Linked DNA regions of Mus musculus: region 2 is linked to region 1. The links are chromatin contacts, called in public Hi-C maps. All regions are on one chromosome and are shown on one strand. Each heading gives the region's core, a stretch centred on a gene start, on an enhancer-like site or on the middle of the called end of the contact. The rest is flanking DNA. Distances are from core to core; before and after follow the strand shown. Region 1 has its middle 17 kb from the start of Aym1. Region 2 overlaps Wscd2 (WSC domain containing 2).

Evidence for each region. Hi-C and Micro-C count contacts between places; a contact is called where the count stands out from the background.
Region 2: a Hi-C map of cerebellar granule neurons shows a contact between it and region 1, with 3 times the contacts expected there. The contact joins two enhancer-like sites. A contact is called at or near these places in 2 of 39 promoter capture datasets (embryonic stem cells and hippocampal neurons), 3 of 15 datasets of contacts at CTCF or cohesin (all in embryonic stem cells), 38 of 484 Hi-C or Micro-C datasets (the AtT-20 cell line, brain, cerebellar granule neurons and 20 more), 15 of 115 datasets of contacts at active chromatin or transcription factors (craniofacial prominence, differentiating embryonic stem cells, embryonic basal ganglia and 8 more) and 3 of 9 other capture datasets (adipose tissue, liver and pancreatic islet).

Annotation. Positions count from the first base shown.
Region 1 is chr5:113,371,164-113,376,989 of GRCm38.p6, forward strand. No RefSeq gene overlaps it. Among named protein-coding and RNA genes, the nearest start is that of Aym1, 17 kb to the left of the region's middle. Within about 2 kb of position 2,303, at least 38 of the 459 cell types and tissues checked have an H3K27ac peak or open chromatin away from gene starts, as enhancers often do. A contact at or near this core is called in cerebellar granule neurons, where this site is marked.
Region 2 is chr5:113,562,441-113,568,266 of GRCm38.p6, forward strand. The region is part of intron 4 of Wscd2 (WSC domain containing 2); the gene reads left to right. Among named protein-coding and RNA genes, the nearest start is that of Gm52822, 21 kb to the left of the region's middle. Within about 2 kb of position 2,816, at least 1 of the 459 cell types and tissues checked has an H3K27ac peak or open chromatin away from gene starts, as enhancers often do. A contact at or near this core is called in cerebellar granule neurons, where this site is marked.

The sequences.
Region 1 (5,826 bases), core at 1,053-3,552:
GACTTCGCTTTATCTGACCCCAGTAGCTTGCCACACTTTTTTTTTTGTTGGCTTAGTGTTCCTCATGTACAGCCCCTGCCATGCTTCCTTAGCCCCATGCTCTGTGTTAAAATTTTCTTCACTCTTGAGAATTTCCTACCCACGGACAATGACATATGAATGCACCGACTACCTCCGTTCCGCCCTCCGCCTCCCCTTGTGGCCCTACCAGCACAGACCCTGCCCAGCTCCTTAACCTACCATGGGCTCAGGGCATCCACGGGAGCACTGGAAGCCTATCAGTGACCACACCCTCAGTAAAGAGCAACGCTCCCCCACACGGCTATCTGCTCCACATGGTTTCTCTGCATGGATGGGGCTTGGAGATCATCTGCTTCAGCTAGAATCCCACCCAGCCCGATCCATTCAGGTCCTAGCAGCTGCTGTGAGCTCCCGGCAGTCTCTCATCCTTAGCATCTATTTCTTAGAGAGGAAAAAAGAAAAGAAAGAAAAAAGCCAGGCAGTGGTGGCCCATGCCTTTAATCCCAATCCCAGCACTTGGGAGGCAGAGGCAGGCAGATTTCTGAGTTCGAGGCCAGCCTGGTCTACAGAGTAAGTTCCAGGAGAGCCAGGGCTACACAGAGAAACCCTGTCTCAAAAAACAAAAACAAAAAAACAAACAAACAAAAAAAAAAAAAAAAGAAAGAAAGAAAAGAAAAAGAAAAAGGAAAAGGAAAAAAAAAAGAAAGGAAAGGAAGAGAGAATCTTATCCAGTTTCTTATCATGGCCTCCCCTTCCCAGCACCCACAGAACTTGCTCACAAGCAAAGCCTTCCTTCCCCGTGAGCCCCGTGAACGGAAGACTCATCCTAACAAGCCCCCGTAGGAAGCAGCCAGGAGGCTCCTGGCAAATCTTCATTGGCTGGCGGTCATTGCAACTCAAGATTCGGGCCGCTGACCTAAAAGACTTTCAAACAGTATAGTCAGCCAAAGCAATGGTGGGCAGTGGGCGCTGGGGGACATCACAGAACATGGAAAATTCACTCAGAACTTCTATGAAATGGGAGCACTCACCCACTCTCCGGATGGGAAAACCGAGGCTCAGGACTGTTGAGCCACTCGCACAAGAAGAAGTTCTGAGCTTGTGATGGGACTGCTTTGTCTGGTCCGTCTAGTCCTCTGAGCAGCCGCCATCTTTGTCAGAGTATCGCAGTTGGGCCTGTGGGCTGTTGACATTTCCTCAAAGAAGGAGGACTGGGGCGGGTCATGGGACCTTAGACTGAATGTCCAGCCACTCCTCCAGATCATTCCAGTGCAGTTTGTCCCTAATTGTCCTCAGGGTCTCAGAGAGGTGCTATAGTACACAGGTAGGAAAACTAACAGGAATGATCTTCATGCAGCTGGCGTGTGTATGTGGGTTGGGGTAGGGATGGGGTGCTGTGTGGGACACAGACCTCCTGATGCTTTAGGGTCACCCAGAGTCCTTTCTATGACCCTGGACTCAAGATCTGTAAGTAACCTAAGAAACTGGCTCCCTGGGGTGAACTTGGACTGGGCTGTGCTTTGTCACTGGGAACTCAGGAAGTTAATGATGTTCATATCTCTCTAGGCAGGGCTTGTCACACCTATCACGTCACGGCACCCACAGAACCCCTGAGGGTTACGCACAGTGTCTGGGGCAGCAGTCCTGCTGGGGTCCCTTGCATAGTGATCAGCGCCCCAGCATTTGCTGAAGACCTAGAGCTCTTCCTCTTCACACACGGCACGAGAATTTCAGAAACTATACAAAGAGACCCCCGCCCCCCCCCACACACACCCAATCACCAGCCACACACCAACCACGCTGGATGCTTCAGGTGCTTGCCTTTCTGCACGGCTTGCAGCCTGAAGGGCCTTTTATCTTCCAGGGAGCAGGGATAGCCTGCCATCAGGGGAGCAGCCGACAAAGGCCTCTGCCAGTCTCTAGCTGCTACCATGCTCACTGAAGCAGCCGGAGGTGGGGGTGGGGTTGACTCTGCCCCCCTCTTTGCTAGACCGGGCTCAGGTTCCCAGTCCTCGGGGTTGCTTTAATTTACTTCCACACACACCAGCGGTTCCCAGCCACCGCGCGGAGTCACTTAAGGGTGGTTGTCACTCGTCAGGAGTGCGAAGAAATAATGTCAGCTACGTAGTACCCCCCTCCCCCACATCCACAGGAGAGGTGCTCCAAGACCACCAGAGGATGGCTGAAGATGAGGAGACTGCCTGCCATCTCTCTGTATGTGTGGTGACGCCCTGTTCACATCCTGGGCGCTATCCACAACAGCGATAAGAACCGCCAGTTAACATACTATGCTGCGAGAAAAGGAAGTTACCGTGGCCCCTCCGCCATCGAGATGGCTCTCCCTGCACCTAGTGAGGTGCACGTAAATCGAGCAGGTCTTTGACAAACAGCCATACCGTGACCGTGTAGTGAGTAGAACCTGCCTCCGTTGCTATTGCGAGCGACCACGGACAGTCTGGACTCCGCTATCTTCTTTTGTTTTAAGATTTCTTTATTTTTACTTTATGGGTACCCGTGTCTTGCCTCCTTGTGCATGCAGTACCTCGGAAGGCCGAAAGAGGGTGCTGCATCCCTTGGAACGGGAGCTACAGAGGGCTGAAAGCCCACCTCAGTGCTGGGCTTTGAACCTGGGTCTTCTGGGAGAGCAGCCAGGGCTTTTAACCAGTTTTTCCAGCCTCCAAAGGAATGGTTCTGGCTCCAGTAGGATGTCAAGAGGCTTTGCTCATCCTACTCAAATTGTGTACAACAATGTGTATAAGTTATTGTTGATACTTCCTATGTGATACCCTCAGCCCAGTGTTGACTGCAGGTCAGTGGGACTATAGTACAGAGAAGGTTCCTAGAGGGGCACAATGCACTGGGTAGAAACTGGAGTCAGAAAGTTACTTACTTAAAAAGTAAACGAGACCATCTGAGGATACTATTTCCAGTGTGCACAAGCAACTAGGGGTCTTGCCTAGGTCACACACAGCCTGTTATCCCCAGGGAACAGGACCAGGATTCTATCTCAGGGGGACCCTGACTGATCTTACCTACCCCAGCACTGAGGTTCAAAAGTGGCCTTGGCTGCTCCAGGCCACCAAGGAGACATCTTTCTGGATAAGATCTCACGGGCAGCCCAGATGCTTTGCAAAGGTTCCTCGAAATATAGCAGAATACATATCTGAGTTTTTATTGCCCACGCCGTAATAGGAATATAACTTATGACTGCTGGCACGCCAGGCTTCGGCAGCCTCTATAAATCTGGCCCTCTGATCGAATCCACATGCATTTCAGCAGAGCTGGGCCCTCGGAGGGGAGCAGGGAAGGAACTGGGGCCAGAGCTTTTGGGGGGGGGTTAATCATAGTCAGAATATTAACCGCACATCCTGTTGAGTTCCTGTGAATAGATTCAGATGTCCCAGCATGAAGGTCTGATTCTGCACACAGCAGAACAGCAAGTGTCCAGAGCAGGCTCAGAGAGCGTCCTGAATGCTGTCAGCTTCAGTTTCAGACCAAGATTCATTTCCCCTGAGAAAAACAATGTTTCAGCCATTCCCGGGGTGGGGGAGGGGGGGTTTTGAATCACGGTGGAAGGCTTGCGACTCAGGATGAAGGCCAGGAGGAGCAAACCGATGGTTGGTTTCTTACTTCCAAAACAGGCTCACAATTTTCAATGAATGCTTGAAGGATTTTTTCTCTGCCTTATAACTTTGTTCCTTTCTTCCTTCCTTCCTCCTTTTTTTCTTTTTAAAAAGCAACATGCCAGTCTGTGTTTGGCTTTATTGGGTAAAAAGGAGGCCAGACACTAGTGGAGAAGGAAATAGAAACTGCAATTGAAGATTAAGATTTAAAGAGGAAGGCCAGGCACTGGTGGCACACGCCTTTCATCCCAGCACTTGGGAGTCAGAGGCAGGCAGAATTCTGAGTTTGAGGCCAGTCTGGTCTAGAGAGTGAGTTCCAGGACAGCCAGGGCTACACAAGACAGAGAAACCCTGTCTTGAAAAAAACAGAACAAAACAAAACAAAACCACAACAAAAAGATTTAGAGAGGAAAGGCCCAAGTGACTCCCGGGCGTTCCAGGGTCATTCTCCACAAGAATGGATTTGCCCCAGTACCACTGCTGTCCTTCACAGAGCGGAGCTTGCCCTGTGGTGCCTCCTGTAACATGACAGCTCTGAGGGGGACCAAGGATCCCCATTTCCCAGATGTGGAGACAGAGCCTAGTCCCACTCCCTTTCCTTTCCCTCTTTTAAACTCATGACCCTTCTTCTTCAGTCCCTAAGTATCTGGGACTACAGGTGTGCCCTTTCCCAATAGGTGTTCACCCAGGACTGAAGGGCCCAGCGGGCCAGCTCGTCTTTTTAATTATTGTTGGTGCATCTTCTGCCTTGCAAGGAGCTTTGTGGATAGATACTAACTGTCCAACCAACGGCCAAGCAAACACAACCGGAGCTGCACTGGCCTTCTTGAGCCAGATCTGCAGAGTTGACCAGTGAACTGGATCTTTGAGCTCTGATCTCTTTGCAAGGAGGAGGGGACACGGCTTGGGCAGTGGACTGGGTGAAGGTCCGCTTATTTCCACAGGGTTTCCCTGTCGATGAACAGAACAGAATACCCACAGTTTGGTTCACACAAGATGATTCCAGGCATCACTGCCTCTCCCTTCCCCTAGCCCCTCACTCAACTGTGTGAAGGGATCTCTTCTTTCCAAATCTCTCTGTATCTTTCCAGTCAGAGATTGAATCTGTAAGGTTCCCCTACAGGCTCGTGTGTAATACAACCAGTTACCAGCAGGTGGGGCTGTTTGGGGAGCAAGTTGTGGAGACTAGGAGTTAGTGTCTGACTGAAAGAAGTCACGTGGGGGCAGGGAAGCTCTTGCAGTGTACATTATCCCAGGTCCTTTCCTGTCTACTATGATGGTCACATCCCTCCAGCCATGGCGTTTTGTCCCAGCACATTGTGCAAAACAGCAATGAACTCACTGAAGTTTGTGAGCCCAGAAATCTCTGCCCACCTTTCCATAGCTGTAGTCAAAATATCCACTGCAAACAATGTAATGAAAACATTTTGCCACCAGTTTAGTCCAGATTGCCACCATCTCTTTCCCAGATTCCTCTAATCCTGTCTTTACAGCTCTGCCTGCCAGGGGGTGGGGGTGGGGGGGGGGAGGGCTTATTTCAGCTTTCAATTTACAGTCAACCATCAAGGGAAGTCAGGGCAGAAATTCAAGGGAGGAAACTGGAGGCAGGAACTGAAGCAGGGGCCAGAGGATGCTGCTCACTGGCTTGCTCCTCGTAGCTTGCTCAGCTCTTCTCATTACCATCCAGGGATGGCCCCACCCACAGTGGGCTGGGCCCTCCCCCCATCAACCATCAATCAAGACAATGCCTCTCAGACCTGCCTACAGTTGGATCTTATGGAGGCATTGCTCCCTCAGATGACTATAGCTTGAGTCAAGTTAGCATTCAAGGAGCCAGGCTGTGAGGGAGTGGTAGCTGCTATGAAGAGTGAGTTATACTCTTGAGGGTCGACCTTTAGTATTCCTGTGTCAGCCACTGCAGGTGCTTTCTACATTGTTCTCTGAGACAAGGCTTCTCGTTGGTATAGGCTTGCTGGGTTCACTAGGCTGGCTGGCTGGCAAGCAAGGGATTGTCCTCTCTGCCTCCCCAGCACTAAAAAACAAACAAACAATAAATGACAAGAATACATCACAGTGTGTGCCAGCTCTATTCTTGTGTGCCGGAAGCTCAGAGCTCCTGGACAGAGGAATCTCATCAGGCCTAGCCAGTGCACTCTTCTCACAACAGCTGGAGGGAACCCCT
Region 2 (5,826 bases), core at 1,566-4,065, 190 kb after region 1:
CTTATGATTGACCTCAGTTGTACTGCTATTCAAGTGCTGATAGTGCTGGCACTTTGGCCACCAGAAGACAGCCTCAAGCGTGGCAGACACTGATGGGACATGGCTGCTGACCGTGGATGCAGCCGGGATGGTGGGAGAGATTTAGGGATTGTGTCTTAGCTGGATCATCTGAGAGGCAGCCCACTTCTGACCCTCTGGTGCTGCACTTAAATCAAAGGCTTCTCAACTGGATGCAGTTGTGTGACACCCACTGATAGTGGAATCTCCTGTGTGCGGTGGTCTTTACACAAATAGGGAGGACTGAGTGGCAGGGATGCATTCTCCCGCTCAGTCTGTGTATCTCTGTGGCAGTAAAGGTCCTCCGGGTGGAGCAACATCCTGCCGAGAAAAGCTTAAGTTGTGCTATGTGCAGAAGGAGGTGGGCTGTCTCTACTGAGGAACTGTGCACCCTCTAGATCAGTGGTTCTCGACCTTCCTAATGCTGTGACCTTTTAACACAGTCCTTCCTGTTATGGTGATCCCCCACAACCATAAAATTATTTTCATTGCTACGATATAACTGTAATTTTGCTGCTGTTATGAGTCATAATGGAAATGTCTGATATGTGACCACCACGGGGGGGGGGGGTGTGTCAAAACCCACAGGTTGAGAACCACTGCTCTAAGGCACCCAGAGATGTTTCCAGTGTGGTGTGCAAGTCGTGAAGCCTTCCACTGGAGAACTAAAGGAAAGCCAAGCTTTATTGTGAACCTCAAGGATGCTTCCCCTGAGACTAGAATGGAGGTAGTGTGGGTAAGAAAGCAGAGGGTTGACCAGATGTCCAGCCGAGGTGCCTGCTGGGTTGCTCCCAGTCAGCAGTGTGGTGTGTGGAGATTCTGAAGCAGGGCACTGTGTGCTCTCATGCAGACTCGATGCAGGAGGTGTGGCCACCCTTCTCAGGAGGCCACAGTCCTGGGATAACAGTTGGATGCCAGCTGGGTTGATTCAGCCCTGGGGGAGAACCAAGAGGACACTTGAGTGGAATCCTCTTCTCTGGAGGGTTGATGTGAGCAAGTGACCATCATTCATCCAGAAGCAACTTCCAGATTCATCAAATGCCTTGTTGGAAGCAGCTTCCTCGTGTCTCCATTGTAAACTTGAGGAAATGGAGGTGCAGAGAGCAGAAGTAGCTCGGTGGAACACCCTGGGAGACACCGCAGAAGAGCGTGCATTTGGTGGGGCTCCTCAAATGATAGGTAAAGCTCTGCCTGGTAGAGAAGGGAAGGACACCCAGGCTTGAGACTTCCTTCCACTACCAAGGAACCCAGGAAAATCTAAACAAGAGAAGCTGGATATAGAAAAGTCTGTAGGCAGATCAGACGTGGTGGTGGGCACAGCTTCCTGGTGCCCTGGTGCCTTCTGGGAACTGAAGGTGGCTGGAAACAGGTTTTGACACCCAGTTGGAACAGCTCCACTTCTGCAAGAACTCAGCTTCAGCCTGACTCCTCCTTCCCCTGACCCCGACCCCTAACCCCTGACCCCCTTTCCTGTCTCCTGGCTCTAAGATTTATTTCATCTCTGCTGCCTTTGTCCTGACTCCAAAGCACCCTTGACTCCCATACCTGGGATCTGCATTATCCATAAACAACTCAGAGAGGTGTCATCTAAGTTGCTGGCTCTTGGCAAACATAGATGACCTGAACACCCTTTCCAGGAAATGAAGAGGATAGAAACAAGACTCCATTTACAGAGTTCCTTGAGAACTCACAGAGAACACTTCCAATCAGAAGGTCCTACGGGGGCATGTATTTCCTGAGCACCACCCTGGTGGGCCCTTGAGGAGGTCACTAGTTCCTGCAGTAATGAAGACATTCAGAGGTAGGCTGGGCCAATTTCTGCAGGTGCCCTGCCTTCCTGCCTTGACACAGACTCCAGGGCACACAGATTCACTCTTGGTACATACAAAAGAAGCAAGAAATGGACTGTCTTCTTGGAGAGATTACATTTGTCACAACATTTTGCTAAATGTGCCGTTGAGTTTAGCTTTCTTCCCCCAGGGACAGACTGCTGGTGGTGGAGAACATTGTGATTTTACAGGAGGTCACAGGAGAGTGTGTCTGCATGTGGATGCTTGCAGGATTTGGGTTGGAGAAGATCCAGAGAGCTAGCTGTACCTTCTGTAGAGAGATTATCCCCACTCCCCAACCCCCGCCCCCTTGGGTGGCTGTCCATGGTGCTGATTGCCCTCTGGTGCAAATCAAATTCCATGCCAGCCACCGAGTGATCCCTGGGCCATCTCCCGTCCCTCGGCTCCTTCCTCTCTGCCCTTCTTAGGGCTCCTTCTTCATCCTCCCCCTGGTAGCTTCTCTGACCTTTGCCCTCTCTTCTACCTTGATGAGGCATTATAAAATTCACAGCAAAACCAAAGATCCCAATACCCAGTGAGTACAACCCAGTCTGGGTAGTGAATTCTGCCTAGGACTGGTTTTGTTTTTGTTTTTGTTTAAGATTTATTTATTTATTATATGTAAGTACACTGTAGCTGTCTTCAGACACTCTAGAAGACCGTGTCAGATCTCATTACAGATGGTTGTGAGCTACCACATGGTTGCTGGGATTTGAATTCAGGACCTTTAGAAGAGCAGTCAGTGCTTTTAACCACTGAGCCATCTCTCCAGCCTGCTGTCCATGTCTGTTAGTGCTGGAGATCCCCATCTCTGAGAGTTGGAAGGAAAATTCTGTGCCTTTTGTGCTTTTTGCTTATTGGTACTTCCTTCCACACCTACCTCTGGCTTGTCCAGGAAACTCGTGACTCTTTGGAAGGAGCTGACAAAAGCTGACATATGGCACCAATGAATCTCACAGTCCTGGGACATGGGACCAATTGTAACAGGTGGACTCAGCTTGCACTTCCCCACAAAATTCACAACACGGGCAGACACGGGGAGTGGTGTGGATTTTTCCACCCCGATTTTTATTCATTTGCTACAGTGGCCAAGCTGTGGGTCCATTCTGAGTCTCTGATCATTGTCTGTAAATTGGGGACAACTCCAAACATCACTGGGGCCACCAAGCAAGTGACAGCACCAGCAGGGTGCACGATGCTCCTGATGGAGTCTCTTAAGTTTGCTCTGAGAACTACCCAGTTCAAGTTACTTGGATTTCCAACATCCATGGGACCATCTGATGATGTCTAAAAATAGCTACCTTGAATCCTGCCCCCACCCCCAGTCAGGGAGGCTCTTTGTGTAATCCAGTGTGTCTCTGACTGTAGGTAGCTTATTGGCTGAGAACAGCTTCCAGCTAGCGGTATCTAGCTTCCCCTTGCCAGCATCTTCAGTGCAGTGGAACTTGGCCTAATTACCCAGGGGGTGATGTCCTCTTTCAGACCAACGAGGACTCCTCCGTGTCTGCCTCTGAGCCGATTCCCGGTGATATTTACAGAACAATGTAGTGACGGGGCTTCCAACTCTTGCAGCTGACCCCAGCAACGAGTGTCAGTGCACCATTGCTCTGTTCAAGTCTTTCCGTAAAGAAAGTTCAAGCTACTGGGTCATGCACGCCCCTGCTAGACTGCCAGTCAGAGCTGACATTGTCAAAATGTGGGGCACGGGCTTCGGCAACCGTCCCAGTATCCTGCTGCGGTGCCAGAGAGGAATTCTGGGAAATAAGCGTGGCTGGCATGGGGTCTCCGGAGCCCCACCTTAGAACTGGGCGTGGCTCATGTGGAGAAGCCAAGGAAGGAAAAGCAGCAAGGAGACCAGAGGAGCCCTGTTCTCTGGGACCTGGAAATGGAGTCCTTCCACGTCTTGGGCTCTCTGTAAATTGGGGTGCTGATGACCTCACGGGCTGTGATGAAGGAGAATGAAGTACACCCGACATGATGATGCACACGCAAGCTGCCGTCACGGCCACCATTGGAACGTAACGGGAACTGTCACAATCTGCGACCAGCGAAAGGCTGGGGCCCTGACCTTTGTAAGACATTCTCCCCTAGGAATTCTTCTTACACTGTTTCCCCAGAGCTGATGCCACAGAGACTCTGCCGGGAAATAGAGTAGCAGCACTAGAAGCAACCAGTGGCCAGTCCTTCATTGAGCTAGCCACTCGTGAAGGCTTCTCCTGTGCCCTCTGGAGCTCTCTGCAATGTGGTACTACTCAGGCTTCAGAGGTGACCCGCCCAAGGGACAGAAGGCTGGAGTGTTTATTCTACCTGTGTTGGGCTGAGGGTGGCTCCTGAGGAGGTCGCCTTCTCAACACTAAGACATCCCGTCCTGGGATGGGTTGCATATTAAAGGGACACTGACAGTAGCTGTTGCCTAGTACTAAGCCTCCAGGTGCACATGTGAAGGAGTGGGAGACCCCATTCACAGATGGGAAGACTGAGGCTTAGTGAAAACTGAAGATCACCATCTAAATCTGCAAGCATCTGCAGAGATATTTTTTTCCCAACAAGAAAAACATCATCCTAGTCCTGTGGAAATCCAGATATTTTTATGCCACAGGGAGGCCAAGGGAGCTAGGGGTCACCTCACTTTTATTTTCTAGTGTAAGAGATACTAGGCAGACAGTCACGTGACCTGTAGCAAAGATGGGGGAAGGAGGGCACTAGTAAGACCCAAGATCTCAGCCACCATCAGCATGTTCAGTGTCCAGCTGACTAAGCTGAAAAGGACAGCCACTTAAAGAGAGAGATGGCCTCTGCCGGGCTCCTGAGAGTTGGCTGGACTCTCTCCTTGCTGGCTTAAAAGGCTCACATATCTTCACTGGCTGTGAGGAGCTCTGCTCCAAGCAGGAAGATCCTGTGTCCTGGTGACCTGCTCTGAGACCCAACTCTCAGCCTGCTACTCCCTGCACCCGCTCCCCAGATGCCGTCTCTGGCTCCTTGAGGCTCTGCAGACCCCCACTTATCTGAAATCAGGGCTCCCTGTTCAGCACTCCTCCCAATCACCTGCAGATGCTAAACATCAAAGAAGCTTCCCCTCCCTCGCTCTCCCTGCCCTTTGCAGGCTGGACTCCTGATGTCCAGGCTGGGACTCTCTCCCCTTGTTCTCAGTCTCAGCGCACAGGTGAGGAGGCAGACCCGCCACAGCTCACGGCTTCTTCACATGGCTCCCAATACAAACATAAGAACACAGGGGCCTCCAGCCCCTCCCCTACCAAATAGGACCAAAGACAAGGAGATCTGAGACGTCATATGCCCCAGCGTGATGTAACAACCTCCTACAAGCCAAATACAGTGTGTTTGCTGTGGGCCGGTGCCGGTGTAAACAGCTCAGAGACCTGAAACCCACATACATTATTCACGAACAACCCACCCCCGGCATGGAAGTATCTCTCCATCCTTTTCCAGCCCATGAACCTAAGCAGGTGTGTCTGAGCATGCGCAGGAACACGGATCTGTGCTGCAACACTCCCAGATCCGCAAAGCTGGGGAGGCCTGTGCCCTCCAAACCTCCCTTTACTTTTCTGAGGCCAGTTTGTTTCTGGGAACAGCTGGGACAGAATGCGGCATCTCTGCCAAGAGCAGGTTCTTAGTTTATCGTACAACTTCCTCGACAAGTTTGCCTCTTGTGGGCTTTGGGGGCTTGCTTTGTTCTCTAGCCCAGGCTGGCCTCAAATTCACTATACAGCCAAAGATGACCTTGAACTTCTGATCTTGCTGCCTCCACCTCCCAAGTACTGGGCTGCAGTCTTCGGTCCCCATGCCTGGTTTATTCTGTGCTGGTGATGGAACCAGGTTTCGTGCATGCTAGGCAAGCTCCCTACCAACCAAGCCACATCATTAGACACCTTACAGAGAGTTTTTAATAAAGTGGAACATGCTGGCATCTCCATGGTGCTCA